Regions from separate parts of the Sus scrofa genome. Here region 2 is linked to region 1. Evidence: chromatin contacts called from public Hi-C data. All regions are on one chromosome and are shown on one strand. The core of a region is the stretch at or near the end of the contact, and the rest is flanking DNA. Distances in the headings are between cores, read along the strand shown.

Region 1 (4,988 bases), core at 1,511-4,010:
CATGAGGAAATACCACCCTTTACTTACCAGTATGTCTATAATTAAAAAAAAAAGAAAAGACTACAATATTAAATGCTGACAAGGGTGTAGAACAATTGGAACTCTTATATGTTGCTATTAGGAATGTAAAATGGTAACCAGTTGGGACAAAGTTTGACAGTTTCTTATAAGCTGAATACATCCCCATTCTATATTAAGAACTTCCACTCTTAGGTATTTACTCAAGAGAAATAAAAATTTATATTCACAAAATAACTTGCATAACAATGGTTATAGCAGATTTATTCATAGTAGTCAAAAACTGAACTCAGCCCAGGTATTCATCAATAGGAAAATGGATGAAATGGTGGTCTCTGTTTTTCTGTCTGTATTTATTGATTCATTTTTGTAGACAAAGAAACTGAAGTTCAGAAAAATTAGGTGGAAGAGTTAGAATGTGTGATACCAGTGCTGCTGGGGGAGCCTGGATGAGATCTGCATTTCCTGAGCATTGCTCAAACACATTCCCACTCAAATATAAAAATCCGGAGTTCCCGTCGTGGCGCAGTGGTTAACGAATCCGACTAGGAACCATAAGGTTGCAGGTTCAGTCCCTGCCCTTGCTCAGTGGGTTAACGATCCGGCGTTGCCGTGAGCTGTGGTGTAGGTTGCAGACGTGGCTCAGATCCTGCGTTGCTGTGGCTCTGGCGTAGACTGGTGGCTAAGGCTCTGATTAGACCCCTAACCTGGGAACCTCCATATGCCGCAGGAGCGGCCCAAGAAATAGCAAAAAAAAAAAAAAAAAAAAAAAAAAATCCTCCGGATTTACTCGCAGATGTAAGAAACAAACCAAAAGAGTAGTAATTAGCACCTTGAACTTATTTAAAGCTTAACATTTGTCTGGATGCTGTAAATGCTGCCCTGAGCATTCTGAAAGCTTTTTGCTGTGAGGGCAAGACCACATGCATCCAAGATGATGCATTAGATGTTCTGTTTTTCCTTAATGACGGTGGAGAACTGGAAGGAAAGAGCTTTGGCTTTTGCACTTTTGATTGATGCTCTGTTTAAATGGGGCCTTTTTTTTCTTTCTTTCTTTTTTTTTTTTTTTTTTTTTGGTCTGAGACACTCCGGCTTCCTGTCCTATTCATAAAGAGGGGCAATTACACCCAAGATTGGCCAAGCAAGAGAGTTTAGAGTGAGTGTGCAAATGCATTACCCCAAACCAAATAACAACATGATAACTAATATAACATTTTGGGCAACATTTCCCTAGTGAAAAACCAGAATGGGAGGCCACAGCATATTTCAGGAGGCCAAAATCTGTACATTGAAAAGAGATTCTACACCAAAGTTTGTGGAACCTTCAACAAAATCTTTAAAAGCCGGGACTAGCAAACAAAACTTTTTCCAATTCATACCTTCAATGTTGAAATAAGAAAAATGAGTTGCAATGAGAAAAAGAAAGCATCCGAGAGCCCTCTCCCGTTACCACTAAGCCTGCCTGTATTTTCCATGAGGAAAGGACCGTGTTTGTCTTGTTTACCTTTATATGTTCAGTATGAAGGATGATTTTCAAAGTGTGCCACAGCTGGAATGGCACAGCAAGTCCCTGCCGGTCAGAGCCCAGGATCGTCAGGAAGTTGTACCAGTAGGTTCCAGCTGACGATCTGTCTTGCCCGAAGCCAAGAACAGTGCATGTTGGAGGCTAAATTCTCTATCAGCAATTTTCTAACGAATAAGTGAATATAGTGCATTTTTCATATCTAAACAAGAAAAAAGCCCAATATAGAATACTTCTGTGTTTAAGTTTTCTTAAGTGGCATTCAATCCTGTCTTTACTGAGCCAAGCATCCGTTATGTTTCAGTGTTTGAACTAAGAGGTCAAACCCACTGCCTGTTCTTCGGTCAACAGTGATTTAAGTACTAACTGTTTTCCCCAGCCTTTTTTTTTTTTTTTTTTTTTTTTTTTGCTATTTCCGACTATTTCCTAGTCGGATTCGTTAACCACTGCGCCACAACGGGAACTCCTTCCCCAGCCTTTTATGCCACAGCCTTCACTAAGCACTGCCAAGAAAAACCTCCATGGGGGCATTGTCATCCCATTTTTTTCAAATATGGAAGCCCATCGAGTCACCCTCAAATATGCATTTCCAGATTGTCTTGAAAACTCTGCATGCAACTCTTGGCTGACTTCAGGTAGGGCCCCGGGCTGACAGCAGAGGTGACTGGGCAGAGAACTGCCTGCTCCAGAATCTCAGGGCGCTCAGAAGCCACCCTGCCTCTGTGCATTCACTTGCCCTAAATAGTCCTCCAACTCTAGCGCTGCCTGAAATTGTTCAATTAGAGGTTGATTCCGTGAACTTGGCTCCTGTTAAAATGCAATACCCCTGGGGGAGTTAATAGCAACTTCCAACTCAGTGTGAAGATGTTTATCAGATTCCCTTATAAAGCAGGTTGTGATGGAGCAGAACAACCCTTGTGGCCCCTCCAGGGAAGCAGGAAAGCACCAAGGAGGGAAAAAAATTTCTGAAAGGGGAGGCTAGGAATACAGTCACCCTTGGATTACACCATTTTTTCTGGCTGGCCTTCATCTTAAGTGTTAAAATACTCTCCATTCGTATCATGAAATCTGACCTACTTATCCAATAAACTATTCCAATCCAAAACCACATCAAATTTGTGTGTGCCCAAGTTTTCTCTATCTTGACCAAATACAGGAAATGAATCACTTTGCAAAGCACACAGAGACCAGCCAAAGCAATCTGCAAATTGTGTAACTCTGTCCCAGCTCTCAGCTCTATGTATTCAGCAAGAACTTGAGGAGAAATCTCATTCCTGGTCACCCTCTCAAAAGCACACGCCCGGATTTTTTTCGTAGACTTGTGGGCTTTGATTTTGCAACCTCTGGTTTGGGGAACAAGCAGAAAATAGTAACTGTAAACTCCATCTGTTTTGCGCTTTTGTGTTGTTTTGTCCTCTCTTGTGATACACTGGAATAGTCTTTTCACTAGGAAAATATAAAGGGAACCTCCTTTCCTTATGTACACGCACACACGTATATAAAAACTGCATGACCATGAATTGGTGACCCATGTAATTCTCTTTTTAGCAAAGGATGAAAAAAAAAAAAAAACCTTGAAGAACAGAGGAGAGAGCTGCTTTTCCTGAATCACTGAGCCAAGCTATTGGCAAACTTGGAACTAGACTCTGGTTTCAGATATTCCGTTTTATTCTTATTTACTGAGTTGTACCAACTGTGGAGACTCACCATACTTTCTATTTCTGAAGCGGTTTTAAAAGCCACCAAAGTAAGCAGGTATATTATCTTTGCTCAGAGATGGTGTGATGTTCTATCTATACTTATCACTGAATTCAAGTACAGGATCTTTATAAAGTCTCGGTGCCATTATTAAACTTTTAACTTCAAAAGCACATGAGGTAGACATGATAGTAAACTGTAAATGGAATTTAAAAGCAAATTCAATTTTCTCCTTAGAGCTGTCATGAACTTCAACTCTGCTGGCCATATTTCATTTGTCACAGGATCTGAAATGAGGACATATTGGGTGCAATTGTGTAATATAGTTGTCCTAAACTTTAATACATTTACTTTTGAGTACCGTTTACAGATTGTTTCTTTAACACGCACAACATGAGTTATTAAAGTTTAAAAGTGCACAAGGCCCTTCTGAAGACCCTGTTTATAGCTCAAGTACAGAGCACAGGAATTCTGGCTAAATTACCTCTTTTTGCTGCCAGCCCGTTCTTCATTTCAGACAGGCTACAATATCCAGAGAACCGTATGTCCCTTTTCAATGAAAAGGAGATGTTCTTCACTTCTAGTATTTAGTGAATAACTGGTGCTAAAGAGTTTCATTTTTAAAGTGCTTTTTTCTTAGACTACATAGATAATGTCAAGATCTAACATAGGAAGACTAGGTATTGACCAAGGAAGACAAGCAAGAACAATAAATAAGAGAATTAGAAAGCTGACCATCTGTAGATGTATGCCATTCAGGAGCTACCAACTCAGGGTCTACCATTTCTTCAAGGTCCATGCAAGTGCATATCAAATTTCCTAAACACTCCTAGTTCACAAGGATGTAGCCCTTCTCTGCATTCCTAAAGCATCTTTAAAGTGAGCCTGAACTCAGTGGGATCTCAAGTTCATGGTAGAATCAGACCTAGAACCTACAGCTGTTCTCTTTCCTCCTGATCCTGCCTTCGTCCTGGGGTAAGGAGTGGTCAAATTTGTAGTTTGGATGGAAAACCAGATCTGGGGTGTGAAAAAGGAAGATTCATAGGTGTCCAAGGCTTTGAACTTGGGTAGCTTAGAAAATATGGTGCACTCACATTGAAGAAAAGGTAATGGGTTTCATTTTAAACAAGTTGAATTTGAAATGATGGCAGAATATCAAATCCATTTGTTCTGATTGGGTCAGGATTCTTAGAATAATAAAGCCCAGAATCTTAGTGTAAAGGCTGGGAATCTCTGTAGAATGATGAACGAAAGTTGTAACCTTGGTAATGAAGAGAACTTCAAAGTTAATTCAGTGGCCTAGGCAGGTTTGAATGACATTCCAAAGCCCTGTTAGAGGGATGGACAGGGCAATTCCAATGACTGTTTCTTTAGTAGCAACTGTGGCCTTTTTATTTGGAGCAGGTCTTCGATGGCCAGCCTTGTTCTATATGTCAGGTCAAAGGTCCACAGACTACAGCCACTCTTGGCCCACTGCTTGTTTTTGTATGGCCTGTTAACTAAGAATTTTTTTTTTAATTTTTAAATAGTTGAAAAAAAATCAAGAGTCATATTCTGTGACAAGTGGAAATTACATGAAATTCAAATTTCAGTGTTCATTGAAATAGAGCCACATCCATTCATTTACATATTTACATATTGTTTATGGTTGCTTTCATGCTACAACAGCAGAGTTCAGTGATTGCAACAGAGACCATATGAAAAATAAAGCCTAAAATGCTTACTCTGTGACTCAGGAAATTTTTGCTGA
Region 2 (4,988 bases), core at 1,838-4,337, 190 kb before region 1:
ACTTGATCTGTCGTTGTGACAGATATTTATTTACCATTAAAGTAGGAATCCTCATTTGCTGACACATTTTGATTTTTCTTCAAGTGGTCCTGATAGATGTGATAAGAAAAAAAAATCAACCTAATTTCATAACGATGCTCATATTTATTTTCCCCACACAGAGGCAGCAAAGCAGCATTGTTCCATGCAGCGTATCTAGCTTTCCCCCACCCCGATGCTGGTTTTTTGTTTTTTGTTTTTTTCAGTTTGTGCCTCATTGGTAAAAATAGGAATGTATCCTCATTTAAAACACACTCAAGAATAGTCTTTAAAGCAGCTCCATTTGAGTAGGTCAGTGCTCTTGAAGGATTGCTTTCACCCAAATGCAGTGTCGGTTTGGCATCTTTGTACCATAGAATAATCGACTTAATGCACTTTTTAGTGTTGTTATTCCCCTGTAAGTTCTCCACCTTTATTTTCTGTTTTTTCTGCAAATTAACTGTCCAGCCCAAGGTCAGAGCCAGATTTGGAGCTTTGAATCTGACAGCCACAAGGATGCTTTATTCCTTGAGCCATGTCAGGCTTCTTCTTAGTAAAGGAATCAGTCTAAGGCTCAGCTTTCCCTCTTCAAGATTAAGGCACTTGGGCTCTTGGAGGCAGAAAGTCACACTCCTTGGAAGGGGGTGGGGCAAGGGTAAAATGGGTAGAGGGGTTGAACTGTAGGGTGACAGATCGAAAATGGAAAAACTTTCGGTGGTGAGCCTGCTGTGGTTTATACAGAAGTCAAAATATAATGTTATAGCCATGAAGTCTATATAATGTTGTGAGTCAGGGTTACCTCAAAAAATATTCATCCTTATTACTGTTTCATGATAGTCTAACAGTACAGACTGATAGCATCTTTGTGAGGGTAATCTACTGATATCAGGCTCTTGTATAAAGCCAGGCATGGGATTTTGAGTGGTTCCCTCTGTCGTTATAAGGAGACTGGAAAGTCACAAATGGCCTTTGCATGTGTGAAAAGAACATACGAGTTTAGTGATTTCTCTGAGTACTTTCTCTGTCCAGTGTCAGGGTCTCTTTTCACCCCACCTGGATTCCTAAACACTCGCAGTCTATGTTAGCCCACATTTCAGTGCAGTCCCATCTGATACCATCATTGACTGAGGGCATTAGTCTTGTCTCCTTCAGTGGATATTGACCTGTTTGTGGGGAGCAAGTCATATTGTTAGTAACACACAATGGCTGATTTAACAGTGTCTGCAGATACTTCTCTTAAGGATTTGGTGCATAATCATAGACATATTCTTTCTTGTCCAGCGATACCTACTCTGTGATTTATGGAGCATCACGACTTGGTGTTTTTAAGAGCTTAGGTTCTAGAATCAGACTGCACTGGTTCTTCTAATTGCTACTGTGGGATCTCAGACAAATTCCTTAACCTCTTTGGACCTCAGTTTCCTCATCTGTATATGAGAATAACAATGGCTACTACCTCATAGGATTGTTAGAAGCTTTAGATAAGTTAACATATGTGAAACCCAGAAATCAGTGCCTGGAGCAGAGAAAGGATTCACTGTTGCTATTTTAAGAAATATCTAGACCTCTAGGGTCTTGACATTTAGGTTGGTCATAATTTGTATGTTCAGGAAACCTGATGATTTTAAACACAGGTGGCCTGGGATCTCTGAGCAATTTTGGGTCATAATGGAGTGATATGGCTCTGAAAAGTATCCAATTGTTCAGACGAATGTATATGAGAAATGGAACTATGACTACATTAGCTCATATGAAATGGAACTCAACTATGACTACAGTCCTTTAGAAGATTTTGGTTCAAGGTTAAGGTGAAATAAATGGATTGACTCAGAAGTCATGGCAACAGGTTGGCACTATATGCTTGAAGTTCTGTTATCTCAGCAAGAAATAATTAAAGAAAATTCATGAGAGGATCCCAAAGCTCAACAAAATCTTGAATTAAAAATCTCTTTCAGCAAAGTCCTTTAAAGCTGTAATAGGTTCCTTAGTTGAAAGTCAACTCCAGTCAGCTCCAGCTTTGATTAAATAACCATGTGGTTCTCAACCACAAATGGCATTGGAGAATGTGGTGGCTTGTCTCCAAAGATGGCCCCAGGGAAGTTTGCTTTCCATTGCTCATTCTTTTTTGGTCTTTTCCTCAGAACTCTAGAATGGCTATGAGACTTGCTTTGACCTGTAGAATGGAGTAGATGTGAGGTGCCATGAGTCTAGGTCATAAGAAGGCTCACAGTTTTCTCCTGTCCTTTGGAAATGCCAGCTCTAAAGGAAGCCAGTCACCAGATAGGAATGCCAGATGTTCAGAGGCAGCTATGCCATGAAGTGGTGCACCGAGAGAGTGGGAGTTGTTCACCTAGGCTGGAGAAAAAAGGGGGTGCATTATCTGTAGAGAATTTGTAAGCAACGAAAAGTCTGTCTGCTGTTTTTTATTACCATGCACAGGCATTTTTAAACAATGTCAGTGATAAAATATTCCTTCCTGTGGGTGGACCACTCCCACTTCCTCTCTTACCCATCCTACCCTGCTATATGCCAGTGCTATGAAGCCCAAGCTAGCCATATGGAAAGAGAGAGGTCTGGCCAGCTCCCAGCTCTTCAGCTATCCCAGCACATGAGAGAAGAAGCCCTCATGGATGTCCAGCCCAGTCGGGCTTTCAGAAGACTCCACCCCCTGCTGTCATCTGATTGAAACTGCATGAAAGATCAAAAGCCACAACCATCCAGCTGAGCCTAGTCAAACCACAGAACTCTAATAAGAGATAACATAAGAAGTTGTTTCAGGCTACTAAGTTTTGGGTTGGTTTTTTATTCAGCAATTGATGAGCAGAACAGAGAAGAAACATGTAAGAGGGAAAAAGCCTCTTGGAGAGGCTCTTTTTTCTTCTTTCTCCGTTTAAGGATAAAATAGCATCTGAATATACTTTGCTGTGTAGCATATTGAGAGATTGGCATAACATGATATTAACAGGCCAAAAATACCAATTTCACCACTAGATGGAAATTATATCTATGTAGATGTTGCTAAGCAACAACAGATCAAAATCTATAAAGGAGTGACCGTAGAATGCAAAGCATTTGGTCAGCCTACTAAGTTCCTGCTGCATTTTTTTTTTTTTGTCTTTTTAGGGCTGCACGTGTGGCAAATGGAAGTTCCCAGGCTAGGGATCAAATAGGAGCTGTAGCCATAGCAATGCTAGATCCGATCCATGTCTGTGACCTACACCACAGCTCGTGGCAACGCTGGATCCTTAACCCACTGAGCGTCCTCATGGATACTAGTCAGACTCCTTACTGCTGAGCCACACTTCTTTTTAAAAACATAGTTACAGGAAGAACTGATGTCCCTGGTATGTGTGTGTATGTGTTGGGGGAGGGGGGAACATAGGGACTTAAAGTGGACAGTGCATACCTCATTATTATTTGCCTGAAATAATGAGCAGGGAAAAAAAGGCCAATACATGACCTGAAAAATGGGCATTGTTCGTAATTTAAAAATATGATAATCTTTAAGAATAAATACTGGCAACACTTGGAACTTTGTAAGGGTTAAAATCTTTTCCCTTGAAATACTTCAAAACTTTATATAGCTGTGAAAACACGGAGATTAATATGCGATAATGCCTTTCTGAGATTTACAGGAATTATTATTTGGTGATGAGCAGATTCAGTGTATTTTTGGGGAGAGACAGTCAATAGGTCAGTGGGGGCTACAAACTTTTCCTCTAGTCAGAGAGGCAGGCTGAGAAAGGGGGTCTAACTGAGGGCTTTGGGAATAGCCTACTAGCAGGTGCCAGGAAAACATTCATAGAATGAAGTCTCTGCCCCTTAACTGTTCTTTACCAGCAGTCATTTTCATTATTTCCTCTGGGTGACCTTTCATCCCTCCATTTTTTCCTGATAATTAGTTTTTTAAATGAAAGAGGTAGGAGAAAAAAAGGAAAGCTCAATAGAAGACAAATAGGAACTGAATGTATGTATTTTGAATATTTTTTAGCAAAATAGATTGAAAATACATATAGGTGGACCCCTAACACACACCTTATTGGGACACCCCCCCAAATATCCAAAGTCTCTCCTGAGACGTGGGCAGTAGGCACAAAACCATTCTCTGTGAGTAAGAACCCTGCTCTCTGCCTGCCAGCGTTGCTGTGGGTCATGCTCTCTGTCGAGCACGGCTAGAGCAGACCCACCAAATCCCATGTAAGTGGTCAGAGCACAAATGAGGCTGCCGGTGGGTAGTCCTACCCTATTCATGAGCTCTTTCAGAACAATTTTCATTACTTTTTTTAAATACTGTTTTTGGCAAACACTTGATACTTGAAATAAAAAATGCATGAGTCACCTACTGGGATAGGCACAGTGTGTGGTTCATTGAATTTAGCTAAATTGTGAGTCATCCATCAATAGTCCTCTTGGTGAACATACTTGTAATAATTTCACACGTTGCAAACAAAAATAGGTATGATTTTCAAGATTCTTGACGCTATTCCCGTTGGGGACTTTTGGGATTGTGCTGTGTGCTGTGTGTGTGTGTGTGTGTGTGTGTGTGTGTGTGTGTGTGTGTGTGTGTTGCTAGGTGGCGAGAAAATCGTCAGCCTGGTTTTCAGACGGATCCAAGGCGCATCTCTGTCCTGGTGTAAAAGAACTTTGATTTGGGAGGCTTGGGGGCAGAAAATGGAGCTGGAGTCATGAGTTAGAGGACATAAGAAGAATTAATGAATAATATTTGTCCTTGTCAGATCATTGGCTTTTAAGATGAATTTCGGCATCTGGAAAATGACTGGTTCCAGAAGAACAGTTTCAGAGCTACAAGAATATATTCACGTGCCACTTTTTTTCCTGATAGGGGAGAGCAGAGCAGAGTGGTTATGCGTGTCTGTGCACTACTGCCCTCTATCGGATGGCGCTAGCGTTTCAGGTTGTGCCCAAATTGAATGAGTGCTCTGGCTCGGTGGCAGGTAACCCAGGCAATT

What was found. A called contact is a pair of places that touch in the nucleus more often than the background predicts.
Region 2: a Hi-C map of embryonic fibroblasts shows a contact between it and region 1, with 2.3 times the contacts expected there. The contact joins two enhancer-like sites. A contact is called at or near these places in 3 of 47 Hi-C or Micro-C datasets (embryonic fibroblasts and epiblast stem cells).

Annotation. Positions count from the first base shown.
Region 1 is chr7:63,736,638-63,741,625 of Sscrofa11.1, reverse strand. The region is part of intron 1 of LOC110261570 (a long non-coding RNA gene); the gene reads left to right. Among named protein-coding and RNA genes, the nearest start is that of MBIP, 80 kb to the right of the region's middle. Within about 2 kb of position 2,760, at least 14 of the 83 cell types and tissues checked have an H3K27ac peak or open chromatin away from gene starts, as enhancers often do. A contact at or near this core is called in embryonic fibroblasts, where this site is marked.
Region 2 is chr7:63,923,985-63,928,972 of Sscrofa11.1, reverse strand. No RefSeq gene overlaps it. Among named protein-coding and RNA genes, the nearest start is that of BRMS1L, 200 kb to the left of the region's middle. Within about 2 kb of position 3,087, at least 3 of the 83 cell types and tissues checked have an H3K27ac peak or open chromatin away from gene starts, as enhancers often do. A contact at or near this core is called in embryonic fibroblasts, where this site is marked.